Regions from separate parts of the Mus musculus genome. Here regions 2, 3, 4 and 5 are each linked to region 1. The links are chromatin contacts, called in public HiChIP or PLAC-seq and promoter capture Hi-C maps. All regions are on one chromosome and are shown on one strand. The core of a region is the stretch at or near the end of the contact, and the rest is flanking DNA. Distances in the headings are between cores, read along the strand shown. Region 1 holds the start of Slc1a6 (solute carrier family 1 (high affinity aspartate/glutamate transporter), member 6). Region 2 holds the start of C2cd4c (C2 calcium-dependent domain containing 4C). Region 3 holds the start of Plpp2 (phospholipid phosphatase 2). Region 4 holds the start of Mier2 (MIER family member 2). Region 5 holds the start of Shc2 (SHC (Src homology 2 domain containing) transforming protein 2).

The links. HiChIP or PLAC-seq counts read pairs in DNA pulled down with a chosen protein or histone mark. Capture Hi-C pulls out chosen DNA fragments and counts their contacts.
Region 2: a contact with region 1 is called in an H3K4me3 HiChIP or PLAC-seq map of stem cell-derived neural progenitor cells, with 5 times the contacts expected there. The contact joins the promoter of C2cd4c here to the promoter of Slc1a6 in region 1. A contact is called at or near these places in 4 of 39 promoter capture datasets (embryonic stem cells, hippocampal neurons, pre-B cells and 1 more) and 2 of 115 datasets of contacts at active chromatin or transcription factors (astrocytes and stem cell-derived neural progenitor cells).
Region 3: a contact with region 1 is called in an H3K4me3 HiChIP or PLAC-seq map of stem cell-derived neural progenitor cells, with 5 times the contacts expected there. The contact joins the promoter of Plpp2 here to the promoter of Slc1a6 in region 1. A contact is called at or near these places in 1 of 39 promoter capture datasets (embryonic stem cells), 6 of 115 datasets of contacts at active chromatin or transcription factors (embryonic midbrain, embryonic stem cells, forebrain and 1 more) and 1 of 9 other capture datasets (embryonic stem cells).
Region 4: a contact with region 1 is called in a promoter capture Hi-C map of pancreatic islet. The contact joins the promoter of Mier2 here to the promoter of Slc1a6 in region 1. A contact is called at or near these places in 1 of 39 promoter capture datasets (hippocampal neurons), 1 of 484 Hi-C or Micro-C datasets (embryonic stem cells), 6 of 115 datasets of contacts at active chromatin or transcription factors (astrocytes, embryonic limb bud, embryonic stem cells and 1 more) and 1 of 9 other capture datasets (pancreatic islet).
Region 5: an H3K27ac HiChIP or PLAC-seq map of embryonic stem cells shows a contact between it and region 1, with 5 times the contacts expected there. The contact joins the promoter of Shc2 here to the promoter of Slc1a6 in region 1. A contact is called at or near these places in 5 of 39 promoter capture datasets (cranial neural crest, embryonic stem cells, hippocampal neurons and 2 more) and 4 of 115 datasets of contacts at active chromatin or transcription factors (embryonic stem cells, forebrain and stem cell-derived neural progenitor cells).

What each region holds. Positions count from the first base shown.
Region 1 is chr10:78,779,235-78,781,934 of GRCm38.p6, forward strand. Slc1a6 (solute carrier family 1 (high affinity aspartate/glutamate transporter), member 6) reads left to right here and starts at 1,262. Exons shown (of 10, transcript NM_009200.3): 1 at 1,262-1,447. It also overlaps a transcript of Ccdc105 not described here.
Region 2 is chr10:79,612,727-79,615,426 of GRCm38.p6, forward strand. C2cd4c (C2 calcium-dependent domain containing 4C) reads right to left here and starts at 1,292. Exons shown (of 2, transcript NM_198614.3): 1 at 1,031-1,292; 2 at 1-612. The coding sequence starts at 585.
Region 3 is chr10:79,532,470-79,535,169 of GRCm38.p6, forward strand. Plpp2 (phospholipid phosphatase 2) reads right to left here and starts at 1,318. Exons shown (of 6, transcript NM_015817.3): 1 at 1,155-1,318. The coding sequence starts at 1,206.
Region 4 is chr10:79,553,872-79,556,571 of GRCm38.p6, forward strand. Mier2 (MIER family member 2) reads right to left here and starts at 1,257. Exons shown (of 14, transcript NM_001316699.1): 1 at 1,203-1,257. The coding sequence starts at 1,211.
Region 5 is chr10:79,636,630-79,639,329 of GRCm38.p6, forward strand. It overlaps Shc2 (SHC (Src homology 2 domain containing) transforming protein 2), which reads right to left and starts at 1,289. Exons shown (of 13, transcript NM_001024539.1): 1 at 820-1,289. The coding sequence starts at 1,221.

The DNA.
Region 1 (2,700 bases), core at 12-2,511:
TGGGGGGAGGGTGTGGGGTAGAATCCCAGTGCAGTTTTGATTTGGCATCAGAATTTAAAACTGTTCTCCTTGTGTTTAAAAGGTCCAGGTAAGACTGAGAACTACCTTGTTTAGCAAGTGTTCAAGGATTAGGGCCAGGGCTCTGAGTACAACGACTGGACAGCTCTGAAGGCTGTGCTATTTTATGAGAACCTGTCACTTTGTCTGCAAACTGGGGTGGTAACGTGTGTTTAGTATGGCTATGTAAATGAAATAGAACTCAAGGAATCTTCCAGATGCATGATGTTGCCATCAATAATAGCACAGTAATAACAACAACGAACATCGATTGACTACACTACAGTACATGTTTGTATTGTGAGCTTGCCACGGCACATCCGTGGAGATCTGGTGTTGGTTCTCTCCTTGTTGGTTCTCTCCTTCACCATTACGTAAGTTCTAGGAATGAAACTCAGGTTGCCAGCCTTGCCCTGCAAGCAGTAGTAAGCCATCTAACCAGTGTCTTCCGGGTTGATTTTTATTATCCCGCTGGGGTTGGTGTCAAACTCTGTAAAGAGGCTCAGTTCTCAGAAGAACTAATGTGCTGGAAGCTACCAAGTCAGTGTCAACCTGGAGGAAGATGCCAGCTCCACAGTGTCGCAGATACGCTGCAGATTGCAAGGGATACCATTAATTACAACAGTAACAGCAATTATGAAAGGTTTCGATTTGCACAGCGCTTCATGCTGCAGAGAGCGTTTTCACGTTCGCTTTACTTTCCTCAGCTGTAATTTTCTCTCAGGTCGGCCAAGTCACCTCCCTTGTTTCAGCGAGGAGGCCAGGCTCAGAGAGGGAGAGGGACTGGCCGAGAGGGACACAGCAGTAAAGTGGCCAAAGCCAGAAAGGTGCACCTGAGGGAGAAGCTGGGCAGCGAGCCCACGTGGTGGCTGTGGTCACCCGATGCGGGCTGTCTTCCCTCCCCCTGCCTCAGACCCACGCTGAGGATGTGGGCGCTCTCCCAGCGGTAACAGGGCTGGGTACCCCAACATCCCAGGAGGCCTGCTGGCCTCGGAGGACTCGGGAGGGGCAGGGGGCGGGCTCGGAGGCGCGGCTCGGCGCGGGGGCGGAGGCTGTGCGGGAGAGGCCGGTCACCCCGCCCGCCCCGCGTCCCGGAGCTCCTGAGCAGCTGCGGCAGGGGGACATCCCCGAGGGGGTCCCGCCCCCCGCCCCGGCCCCGCGCCCCCCGCACCCACGTGAGCTCAAGGCCAGCCTGCATTCCTCCGATTGCATAGCGCATCCCTGTTCCGCGTCGCTCTCTCTGTCTTCGGGTCCCCAACGCAGACACAGCGCGGGTCCCTGGAGGGTCCCTGCGGACCCGGCCAGGTCCTTCAGCGGGTTCTGGCTTCTGCATCCCGGCGCAGCGCGCAGGCCAAGGCGCGGGCAAGGCGGCCCCGCTGACCCGAGGCTGGTGAGTGGGACATTTATCCTGAGTAGGGTTGGCTCTGGGTCCGAGTCATTCCCTGTGCACAGGTCTCCACTTTCTCATTACCTTTCCTCAGTGCTTTCCAGTCCCGTTATAGGTGCTGAGCCTGCCTCTGCCCTGCCACTCTGGTGAGTTTCCTTACTTTAGATCCCTGGGTCTCCTTCCCATCTCCAGAACTCCCCATTCAGCAACCTCAACTCCCAGGCAGTCCTATTTCCAATACTGAATATGATGTCTCTCCTATTTCTTTGGCTGGACTCCATTTTCCCTACCAGGGGTTCATAATCCAACTCCAGACATGCCTGCTGTGGTTAAGACCGACCATCATTCCAAGGGAGCTGGGTATGGAGGTGCGATTGTGGTTGTACTGTGTTATTTATTTTTGGGTGAGCATGTGCTTGTGTGCCTAAGACTTTGGTGAACATCATTGTCCACGGAGTTTCATTTGCATGGGGTACTTGTGCAGGAGGCTCAAAGTGTGTGGCTTTGAGTTTCATGGTGTGCATGGTGGTGGCGCGCGCGTGCTGGCGCGCATGTGTGTGTTTCTCTGTGTAGACTTTGTATGTCTAATGCTGAATGTATGGGGTTGGTTGTATTTCTGACGGTGTGAGAGAGGTTATCTGTCTTCTGGTGTGCATGACTGTAGCAAAGGTTTGTTTGTGGGGAGGAAATATGTGTTTGGCATGGCGCGTATGGATTCACAGTTCTGGAGGGTGTGTGGCTGTATGTCTGAAGAGTCTGCGTGGGACTGCATGTCCATAAAGGAGTACATAGGTGTCAGTTGCACACAGGATGTGACGCTGTCTGTATTCAAGTGAGTGTGTGATGAATGATGTCTATCTTGCCTCTTTCCCGTCTGTCACTTACTCCTCCAGGTAGCATAGCATCAATATATGATGTTATTTAAACAAAGAATCTTCCTTTAGCCCGCCATCGTTTGTGCAAGAAAAGGCCCTGGAGATGGCTTAGTTATAGGCCTGAGAATGGAGGGAGGAGAGAAAAAACAGGCCATTTAAGCTTACAGCTTTAGGGCTGGAGAGATGGCTCGGTGGTAAAGAGGACTTCCCTGGTTTGGTTGCCTGTTTCATGGGCTCTAATACCCTCTTCTAGCACTCACACACATAAGATAAAAATGAACCTATTTACCCCCCCCCCCCCCCACACACACACACACCTGCACTGTTTCAGGCTGCATCAACAAAGAAAAAGAAAACATGAAAAATACAAACAAAAAGATC
Region 2 (2,700 bases), core at 42-2,541, 830 kb after region 1:
CCGGGATCCCCCATCACCTCCATTGCCCTTGGCCCCTGCTCGCCGGCGGCCAGCACCAGGGGATCCGACCTGGGCCAGGGCCCCGTGCTCACTGTGGAAAAGGGACTCCTTGCGCCTGGTGTGGGGGCTCTCGGCCAGTGTGGCAAAGCCATAGGATGTCTGAGCCTTGGGCACAGAGGGCAATGACATGGCACCCTGCGCCTGGGGGTCAGCGTTGGTGGCTTCCTCGGCTGTCCAGTCCTCCGCACTCTCTATCTGAATCACATGTCGTGTGGCTGCCTTCAGCAGGCTCCTGCTCTCTGAGGCCAACTTGGCCGGCAGCCGGGGACTGCGAGGTGCTCGACGGGGCCCAGGTGAAGCCAGGTTTTGCTCTGAGGTGGAGGGGCCCAGGTCCGCCTGTCCCTCAGCCTCTGTGGGGCCAGAGGGCAGCTTGGGCGGGATGAAGAAGTCGGGGATCTTGTCCGGAGTCAGCACGTTGCTATACAAGGGACCCTTGGAAGACTTGTCCCCAGCCTCACCGCGGCTGGCTCCGTTCTCCCCAGACCCCCGAAGTCGTTCCAAGAACCACATGTTGGTTTTTCTCATGAGGGCGACAGGCAAGAGACCAGGAGTCTGAGGAAAGAAATAGGAGTCAGAAGTGACACTTGTGCTCAAATGTCACCTGTCAGGGCTGTCAAAGGGTCGGACTTGTGTTAAGGGGTCACCTTAGGGTTATCAAGAAGTTGGCATTTATGCCCAGCTGTCAACTGACTGTCAGGGATGTCAGGGGGTGGTACTGTACATGGGAGTCATCCGCCAGGGCCCCATGGGCTTGACACCTGGTTCAGGGGTCACCACCTGTTAGGGTTGAAGCCAGCGTAGTGTAGGATCACGCTGAGCACTTGGGGCGCCCTGAGCAGGGTCAGTCTCCCACGCGAGCTGGGCCCGGCCTGTATCCTGCGCACCCACCCACCACCACCTCAGGGGATCGGGGTCCCCCCAGGGAACCACAGGCCTGAGCATCCCGGCCCCGCCCCCAGCTGCCACCCACCTGTGGCTTCACTCAGCTGCTGCGCTGTGCGTTGGGGGAGGCGGCGACAGCCCTGGGCCCGGTGCAGCGAACTGACCGCGCCCCCGACTCCCTGTGCGCCGGGTATGGGTAGCGCGGAGCGCGCTGGGCTCACCTGCCCCACGGGCTGCGGCGACTCCGGAACGCGGAGCTAGGCTACAGCCCGGCGCAGCTGCGAGCGAGGCGGTAGCGCAGTGGCCAGCTCTCCTCTCGGCGCGGGAAACCGCCCACCAAGCCGTATTCCTCCGATTGCGGCCGCGCGCCCGCGTCCTCGCAATCCGCGAGGGGCGGGGCCTCCCGAACTGGCGGGGAATCGGGGGCAGGGCTCCTAATATAAATAGGGCGGGTCTGCATGCGGAGCTGGGCCTAGGAGACAGTCTCCTGGTTCAAGCTGAGGAGGGGGGAGGCGGAGCTACTGGTAAATAGGGTGGAGCCTGAAGAAGGGGCGGAGCTGGCAGGAGTGTCTGGACTACATTGTTCCAGCCAGGGGCAGGGTTGGTAGCACTGAACCACCTGCCTGGTACAGGGTGGATGGGGCATTGCCTCCTGGTACAGAGAAAGAGTTCTGTGAGGGGTGAGGGGTGATACCAACTTGTATAGCCTGTGGTCCTGGGCAAGACCCAGACTACTGATCTAAGCCTCCTGATGCTAGACTGAATGGAATACATAGAGTCTGGAAGGGGAGCTGAGGGGCGGGGCTTGTGTCACTGAATCCAGCTGAGTCTAGCTGTACCACTTCTAGTCCCAGCCTCTCCTCTCAGCTCTGGGGAACACAACAGATCCCTTCACTAGCCAGCTGGTCTTCAACCAATAATAATAACTCTAATGATTGGAATTGGGAACTGAGTCCCAATCAGCCTCTACATGACCTTCTCCATCTCTGGTTCCCATGGCCACCCAGCAGGGAGTCAGTCATCCTCAGCGTTTGTAGATGAGGTGACAATTTCACTCTAGGAGAACAACCCACCCAGAGAAAGGCCTGGTCACTGTTGGCTGGGTTTCCACAGCTCAGCATCAGGTACTTGGTGTAATACACCTTCCATGGGCCTACATTTATCTGGTACCCATCTATGGCCAAATGACCCAGATGCTGGGAACAGTCTGATGGCTATCCTAGTGACCAATGAAACAGGTAGCCATGGAACAACACACCGGCGAATGACAATATAGGTGTGTGGCTCTCCATGACAAAGCTATAACAGTCCTGGAGTGGTGACACACACCTTTAATTCCAGCATTTGGAGGGGGAGGGGAGCAGAGGCAGGCAGATCTCTATGTGAGTCTAGCCAGGTCTACATAGCAAGTTCCAGGACAGCCAAGGTTACATAGTGAGACTGTCTCAAACCAAACAAAAACAAAACAAACAAAAATCTTGTAACAGGAAATCTAGAGGGCAATGGAAGAAACTGCCATCCATCAGCCATGGCAAAAGAGACCTAGCAGGGTAAGGCCAGGCTCAACCTAAGGTTAGCTACAGGATCACAGCCCCCAGGAACCAGGTGCCTTGGGCTTGCTCTACTGGCGCTTCAATCCTGTGGCTGACCATACTTCCCTCTGTGTGATGGCAGGTAAGTCTCCCAACCTCTGAGCCTCTATAGGTGAGCAAGCATCTTAGCCAAGGGTGTCCTGACTCACCCCAGAGCCTGGCTCCC
Region 3 (2,700 bases), core at 68-2,567, 750 kb after region 1:
GGAAATAGAGGAGCTGAGGTCAGAGGAGGATGTGAGAGATCAGGGGAAACACACATCTTCTGCATAGGAGGAGGTAAACTCCAAGGATCTGGTGGTAGAGAGCAACACTGAAGACAACTGAAGTTAGTGAATCCTCAGCAGACAAGCCAGGCAGACCACAGCTGTGCAAGGTCTGGACGAACCTAAAGCCCTGAACATGGCTGGGTTGCATGGCAGGTGTGGGCCAGGACACTGGCTCCCAGCTGTGTCCCCTCTTCTTCCTCCACCTGCAGTGGGTATTTGTAGGGTACTTTGTTCCCACCAACAGGAAAGGGCCTCCTTCACTCTGGCTGCAAGGCTTCCCTATCACCACCCAAAGTGTGCACTGACTCCAGTGTTCATTCAGCCACTCAGAGGCATAGGCCTCCTCCTGCTGCTGTGACTTCCCAGGTAGCTCCGCCCCTGGGGACTCAGGACTTTCCAAGGAAAAATGTAGACTATTTCCAAGTCCTGTAGTCCCTGGCATACAGTTAAAGCAACAGAAATGGTTCTACAAACCCATACACTTAAAAAGGGTGCCAATGGCTGAGGGGTGTCCCACGGGCTTTCTGGCTGCCAACGGGCCCAGCTAAAATGAGTATCCTTCCGGGATATGGAAGGTGGAAGGGGAGGGAGATGCAGAATGAAGGAAGATAGAGGCACCCCGTCACCGTCACCGCCTTGGGTTAGAATCCAGCCACTGTCCCCTGGGCCCCAACGAACACTTGGCCTTTGTTCGAGCCTGGGGGGTTCGGGACGCTCCTCCCAGCGGCCTGAACCGGAATGGCAGGTTTGTCTGTGCGAGCCTAGCTGTCCCCGCCTCCCGAGGGCACAGTGCTGGACCTTGGCCATGGGTCACTGGCCTGCAGGGTCTTGGTTCTGCCCCGCCCGTGTGAGTCACATCGCTCCGCGGCACTCGAGCGACTTCCTGCTGCCAGGACCCTCCACCCAGGAACAGCTACAGGTAGACAGGCAGCCCCGATCCCGCCAGGAGCCCAGGAGGGCTGGCGGGGTGCTCACAGGGAAGTGTAAAGCATTGGTCACCATCGTCCGCATCTCTAACGCACACTGGCCAGAGGGACCGAGGGAGTGTGCACCTGGGAAAAAGTCCCCGCACCCGGGGCTGAGGCTCTTACCGACCAACACGCACAGCACGTCCAGCAGCACGAAGACCCACCTCCGCTCCATGTCGCCCCGGCCCAGGGACGCCCGCGACCCCCGCTTGCCCCAGCTGTCCCGGCAGCCCCAGGATCACATGGCGGTGGAGACTGCCGGACCCAGGGAAAGGGCAGGGCTTGACGAAAGGGCCCGGGCGAGGCGGAGGCGGGGCTGAGGGAGGGCGTGGCATGAAGAGAAAGTGCGGAGGCGGGAGGGCAGGAGAGGGCGGAGGCCCTGAGGGGTGTGTTTGCCACCTTGACCCGGGCGCGCAGGGGCAGGGGCTGGGATGGGCGGGTGTGGGAGCGTGTCTCAGGACAAACTGAAGTCCCCTATTTGGGAGGGATCTCCAAGCTGGGATCCGAGAATCTCAGGGCTGAGAACAAGACTCAGAAGTGTTGACTGGGGTCTCCATGCAGAAAGGAGTCTTCCAGCTGGGAGGGGCCACCAGAACTCAAGACTGTAGGCTGGAGGTCACCCAGGTGTCCCCAACACTTGGGCGGGGTTCTGCAGTGATAATGCAGAGTTGCAGAGAGGGCAAGCCGACAACCGCCTGGGCAGCACTCCTAAGTTGATCTCAACCTTTCCAGAGGAGGGCACCTGTGCTGGACACAGTGACACTTCTAAACCCATAAGTACCTTAGCATGGGATGACCAAACTCAGGCAGAAGCCCACCTTCCCTCTAAAGTAGCATCTTGTAGTTGCTGTCAGGTTGGAAGGTTTCAAGACCCTTCATGGTGGGAAGGTCAGGATCATGCCTTAACACAGGCTGTATCCACTCTAGAGAATGCCACAGAGATTCTGAAATTGACCTATGATGGGTGGGACCCAGCCTACCCTGTTCAGGGGGTGTCCTGAGACCCTGGGCCAGGGACACTTGGGAGCCAAGGGCATGTAGACTCTGGAAAGAAAGGCCAGGATCTCCAAAACCCACACTGAATCCTTTGTAAGAGGCCACAGCGTGAAGCCTCCACTCCAGAGACTCCAGCTCCTTGATGCCTCCACGGAGGCCACACTCAGAGCCAGTCAGACCTTCCTCCACCACAAGGTTGACTTGAGTCCAGGATGTTTGAGACTTGAGGGCAGGGAAGGTCAGGAAAGAGACAACCCCTTGCTGAAGGTCCAAAAGGTCTCCCCTGACCTTCTCTCCTGCAGGATGTCACCTAGGCAGAGTTGACCTGAGAGGTCCTCAGAGAACCCAAGTGCCTGTGCTTTGGTGCTGGGGGGGAGCAGCATGCAGTGACCTGTTCGGGGTAAGGGAGGGTCCCTGCATCCTAGAAAGTGGCCTATAAAATGGGCAGGCAGAGCTTTCAATACACTGTAACCTGTGCTACACACAGGACTGGACAAGGACTGTGCAGAAACCTGGCTTCAGGTCTTCATTCATGTCCCTCCCCCATGCCTACCTGACACCTATGTGGCAGGTCTGACCCTTTAAAGACAAGGGCAGGCTGGGCTCTGGTGAGAGGACACTAACTGAAGCAGAGGTCCCCAACGCCAGCATTCAACCTCACATCCACCCATAT
Region 4 (2,700 bases), core at 7-2,506, 770 kb after region 1:
GAGCTGGGCAGCTGGGGTCAGAGGTGGCGTCCTAGAGACCAGATGAAGTGGGACAACTGACAGGCAACTCTGTAGGAATTCCGACTACAAGAAAGAAACCCAGGGGCTGGATGGTCTCATGAGGACTGCAAAGGATAGGCACAGCGAAGAGGTGTGGCTTAGACTAAGAACGGGACAAGCCACCAGCTCAAAGAGATGGCTGAGACACACACTAACCAAGTAGCTGACACTGAGGACTTCTATGTAACCACTGCCACTTTCATGAGTTCAAAACATGGATGCAGCAAAACACCCTCTCAGTTATAGAAAGGCACCACCAGGTTCCCACTTAAGATGAGGAAACTGAGGCAGAACCCTTCCAAATCCTAGACTCCAGGAGAGCACGTAAGCACAGGCTGGGGAGTCTCCACCACCCATGCCACACAGGGCAGAGCAGCCCAAGAGCACCCACTTGGCCGCCATGCCCCAAAAGGGGTATCGGTTGATCTATCTTGTCTTCAGAAGGTCTGCTTCCCCAAAGGCCCCCTAAAGAAGGAACTAAACCCCTAAGAACCCTCTGAGTCAACCAGCCAGAGTTGTCCAACGGGGCCCCCAGATCCCGACCCTGTGGCCCACGCGCGGGCCTGTTGCTGCCCCAAGCTGCCCCACTCGCGCACTGTGCAGAGTTCCAGTACCGGAGTGGCGGATTCGCAGCGCGTCGCTGGGGGCTGGTCCCGGAGTTCAGCGGCCGCACCCCGAGGTGCAGGTCAGCTCTGGGCTGTGCGCCGCAGCCCCGCACCCGCGGGGAGGCCCGCGCTCTCGCTCCCACAGCCAGACGAACTCCACGCGCGAAACTTTCCGCTCGCAGAGAGCCGCCGACTCCGCGCCCTGCTCATCCCCAACGCGCCGGAATGCGGTCCCCGCGCCGCCGTCCCAGACGCCAGCGCCGCACACCCACCCGGTCCGCGGCGCCCTCCCGCCGCGCGGCCCCGGGTCTCGGCCCCGCACCCGGCCGCCCGCGCCTCGCGCCCCTCCCCCCCGCCCGCCCGCGCATGCGCACCATAGCCGAGATGGGGAAGGGGGGTCGTCGGGCGCCCACGGGGCTCATGCTCCGCCCGGTAATAGTGGGGAGGCTCGAGGCGCTCGGACTGGGAGAGCACGGGCCGGACCAGGTCGACCCAGGGCAGTGTGTGGGAGGGGCCGCTACCCAGCCGCTCACTCACCTCCGCCATGGCCGAGCGTGCGCGCGGGAGGCGGCGGCCGCGCGGGTCCCCGGATGCGGTGCCGCGCGCTTATTGGCGGAGGAGCTGGGAGGCGGAGTGGGGCGGGGCCGCAGGAGGCGCGTAGTAGGTGTGCTGGCGAGGAGCGGAGATCTATAGCCTGGGTCCGGTGTACCCCACGCCCGTACATCAGCCAATCAGCTGATTCCTGTGTGTCCACAGGTGAGGGAGATGGCGCAAACAGGGAACAAGCCACAGGTGAAGAACAGTCTACAAGTGAAGAGGTTCCACAGGTGAGGGGACAATCTAGCAGTGAGGGGTTTGGGTCCCGAAGTGAAATGGGTATGGTCTGGAGGTGAGGGGAAGGTCCAGAAGTGATGGGGAATGGACTAGAGGTGAGAGGGGATAGTCCAGAGATGAAGGGGAGGATGTCTTGAAATGAGGGAGAATGAGATGAAACAACTGACAGGTGAGGGATGGTCTAGGGGTGAGGGGGTGGTCCTGAGGTGAAGGACACTGGTACAGAGAGCAGGGCATGAGAGCCTCCAGAACAGGTGCACAAACCTGACTTTCGCTGTCAGGAGGGTGCAGACAGAATGGGAGAGGCAGACCGGTGGGCAGACCTAGGCTTGCAGAGGTGAAGGCCTCTGGTCTACACAAGTCACCAAATGACTCTTCCTTCCCTCTGGGGCCAGGACCAAGCTGGGAGGTGAAGGCACCACTAAGGTTCAAGCACAAAAGCTGTCTCCCACCCCTGAGGATTTGCCCAAGACAGAAAGTCTGCCCCCTGCTCGTTTGGTGGGTTCATCATTCCATGAACCTGAGTCAGTCAGTCCTAACCCAAAAAGAGAACTGTGACAAGGATCACTAGAGAAAGCCAGGCATGGTCGCCCATACTTGTAACTCCAGTGCCCAGGAGGCTGAGGCATGAGAGTTACTATCAGTTTGAGGCTAGCATGGGCTTTGGAGCGAGACCCTGCCTCAAGAAACCAAGCTACTGGGTATGGTGCCACAAGCCTTTAATCCCAGCACTCAGAAGTCAGAGGCAAACAGGTCTCTGTGAGTTGGAGGTCTATGTAGCAAGTTCTGGGACAACCTTGGCTACGTAGTAAGACCCTATATGTGTCAAGACAAACAACAATAGCAAACACACACAAATTAACCAATTACCAAAGGTTAAGCAATTGGATGAATGGATGAGCAGAAAGATTCTTCAAGGTTAGGGCTTTCTTTCCCATGGACCTGATAGTTGCAATGGGGAACTGAGGTGACCTTTCAGCCAGCTGGGAAATATGAGCATCATTAGGGGAGGTGGACACTCAGCATTTCCTCAGGTGATGCCTAGACAACATCTCTCATCCAGGCCAGAGTTCAGAAACTGTTGACAGAAGTGTGGGCTCCAGACCCAGCCTAAAAGGGAAGGTCCCGCTCAATGGTGAGACTGTGTTCTTCAGAAGTGTCAGAGGAGAGAGAACTGTAGAAGCCTCCAAGTTCCATCAAC
Region 5 (2,700 bases), core at 39-2,538, 860 kb after region 1:
CCCCCACCCTTGCAAAGGTCACAATAGAAACCTGGGTAGGGGCTGGGGCTAAGCAGATACAGAGCTCAACTAACATGAAAAGGGCTGAGCTCCATCCCCAGCATCATAGGGAATGGGTGTGGTGGTGCATGACTGTCACCCTGGCTCTTGCAAAGTGGAAGCAGGAGGATCAGGAATGCAAGGTTATCCTCAGCTACATAGTGACTTCCAGGTCAGCCTGAGCTACATGAGACCCCGTTTCAAAAACAAAACAAAGAACAAAGGTCTGGAAGTGGTGACACTCATCTTAGCATCCCAATATTTGGGGTTGATAAGCCAGAATGATGGCCTGCAGCTGGAAGTCGCTATCCTCTGGCCAAATCCCTACCCCTTTCCACCTCTGCCAAAATAAAGGGGATAAACAAAGCCAGGCCCCTTCACTTCATCGGCTCTGATGTGGAATTTGGAACCCTGAGCCCTGAGCTTGAGTCCCCACTATAAGCCTGCAAAGTTGCTTTCTCCGGGGTCAGGGAACCCTCGGATACCTAGTCCTTATCTTAAGGACTCTCCCACCCAATAGCGGAGGGGGGGTGCGGCTAGCTTGCGCATGCGTGTGTCCCCTCCCTACCTGCGCCCTCTCCCCGCCCCTCCCCACGTGACGCCGTGAGAACCCGGACCCCAGCGCCTGCGAGTGGGGGCGGTCGAGAAGCGCGCGTACTGGAGACTGGGTTCCTGGGTTGTGGGGAGCGCTCACTTGGCTCTTGGGGTCCAAGAGACCAAACTGGGGGTGGGAGCGGTCCCCGACCACGGCGCGCCGGGAAAGAGGCTGAGCGCACTCACCCGAACGATGTAAGAGACCCCGGGCCCCAGGACCCTGGCATCGGGATGCAACCAGCCGTGCGCCGGCTTGTGAATGAAGCCGCCCTTGCGCACCCACTCGTCAGCGACATCCGGAGTCACCCGCGCGCCCCGCGTCCCCGAGCCCCGGCAGCGGCCGAGCGCGGGCAGCGGACAGGGCGCGGCGCAGCGCGGTTCGCAAGCGCCCAACACAGCGGCCAGCGCGGGGACCCCGGGCTCCGGCTGCGCCTCTGCCACCCCCGCCACGCGCGTCGCCGCGGGACCGCGGCCCAGGAAGCTACCCGGCGCTGCGAACTTCCACTGCGGCATCCGCGGCAGCAGTGCGCAGAAGGTGGTGGGCGCCTCGGGCTCGGGGGCCGCGCGGCCACCCGGACCCTGCGTCATGGCCGCGGCCGCCGAGGAGCCCCGGCTGAGCCTGGTCCAGAGCCGTGCGCTCCTCCCCGCCGAGTGATGTCACCGCTCCGCGCAGCGCGCAGCCGCGGGGGGCTACACTCCTGGGACCCCGACCCTGTTCTGGCAGCGCCGCCTCCGACCTAGCGCAGCCTGCCGGGGCTCCCCGAGGGAATGTCCAGTCAGGCTCAGACCGATGGGGAAACTGAGGACAGGGGTCGCATACACGGGGCGGGGCGCCATTCTTCAACTTCCAAGTCTCTGCCTTCACTCCAGCAGCATCCTATCCTCCCTTCTTTTCTTCTAAATAGAGAAACTAAGGCCTGAAGTCGCAGGTGCAGGGAGTGATCCCCTAACCCCGAGGCCACCCTTCACCACTGTTCCAGCAACATCCTGCCCTTCTTTACTTCTAAGTTGAGAAACTGAGGCCTGGCTTTGTAGAGCTATCCTCCGGCCCCTAAGTATCCCTTAAGCCACTGTTCCACCGGGTTTGCTCAGTGAGGAAACCGAGGGCTAGGGTAAGGATAAGGCACAAAAGGGAACTTGAGGTCTGGGTGGTAGAGGCAGGATGAGACTATCCGGGTCCTTGACACGTTCAGTCATATCCTGCCCAACTTTACTTCTAAATAGGGTCCAAATAGGGCCTGGGCCAGTGCACAGGCTGGGGTCCAGGACAAGAGAACCTCAGACTCAGAGGGTACCCCCTCCAACTGAACCTTCTTTACTGGTTAGTGGGAAAACTGAACCCTGGAGCAAGGCCAAGGCTTAAAGGGAAACTGAGGCCTGGAAGTGAAGCAAGTGCCCAGGACACCGCGGGTGGCGCTGCGTCTGGAGAAGTCTAAAGGTGACCATGGGTCGCTTCTGCTGGCTCCTGGCCTGTTTCCTAGGCTGTAAGCAAAGGACATCCATCGGTTCTTTGGGTTCATATTGGAACCCGAGGGTCAGAACTCTCAGGCCTGCCAACAGCCCCAGCCCAGGCTCAAGAGACCTCGGAGACACCGATTCAGACCCCAAGGGGATTCCTTCTGTGAGGGAAGGGGTTGTCATCATCACCCTGCCTCTGTCCCCCGCCCTTTCCAGGACAGTACTGCCGGGAAACAAAGAGAAGAGTGCTGGGCGGGGCAGGGTGCGGAGGAGGGGCAAGGCCGGCCAGATCGATGCGAGAGAAACTAGATCACTGCCTGTGGAGGGGGCGGAGGCGCGCGCGCCTGGCTCTCAGCCACTTCCACACAGGCACTCTCAGGAGCCCAGCCAGGTCGCCTTTGGTGTTGTCTGCTGGAAGAGGAGCGCCACTGGGCTGAAGTCTGAAAAATGGCTGTAGAATCTAGCTGATTAAGTGTGGACCAAGGCGTTCCCGGTCTGGGTGCACAAACATCACTGAATGGGGAGGTTATAGGGCTGGCTCTACTCTTTAATCTGCGGCAACAAATGACGTAAATAATACTCTAATAAACTCCTACACATCCCTCAAAG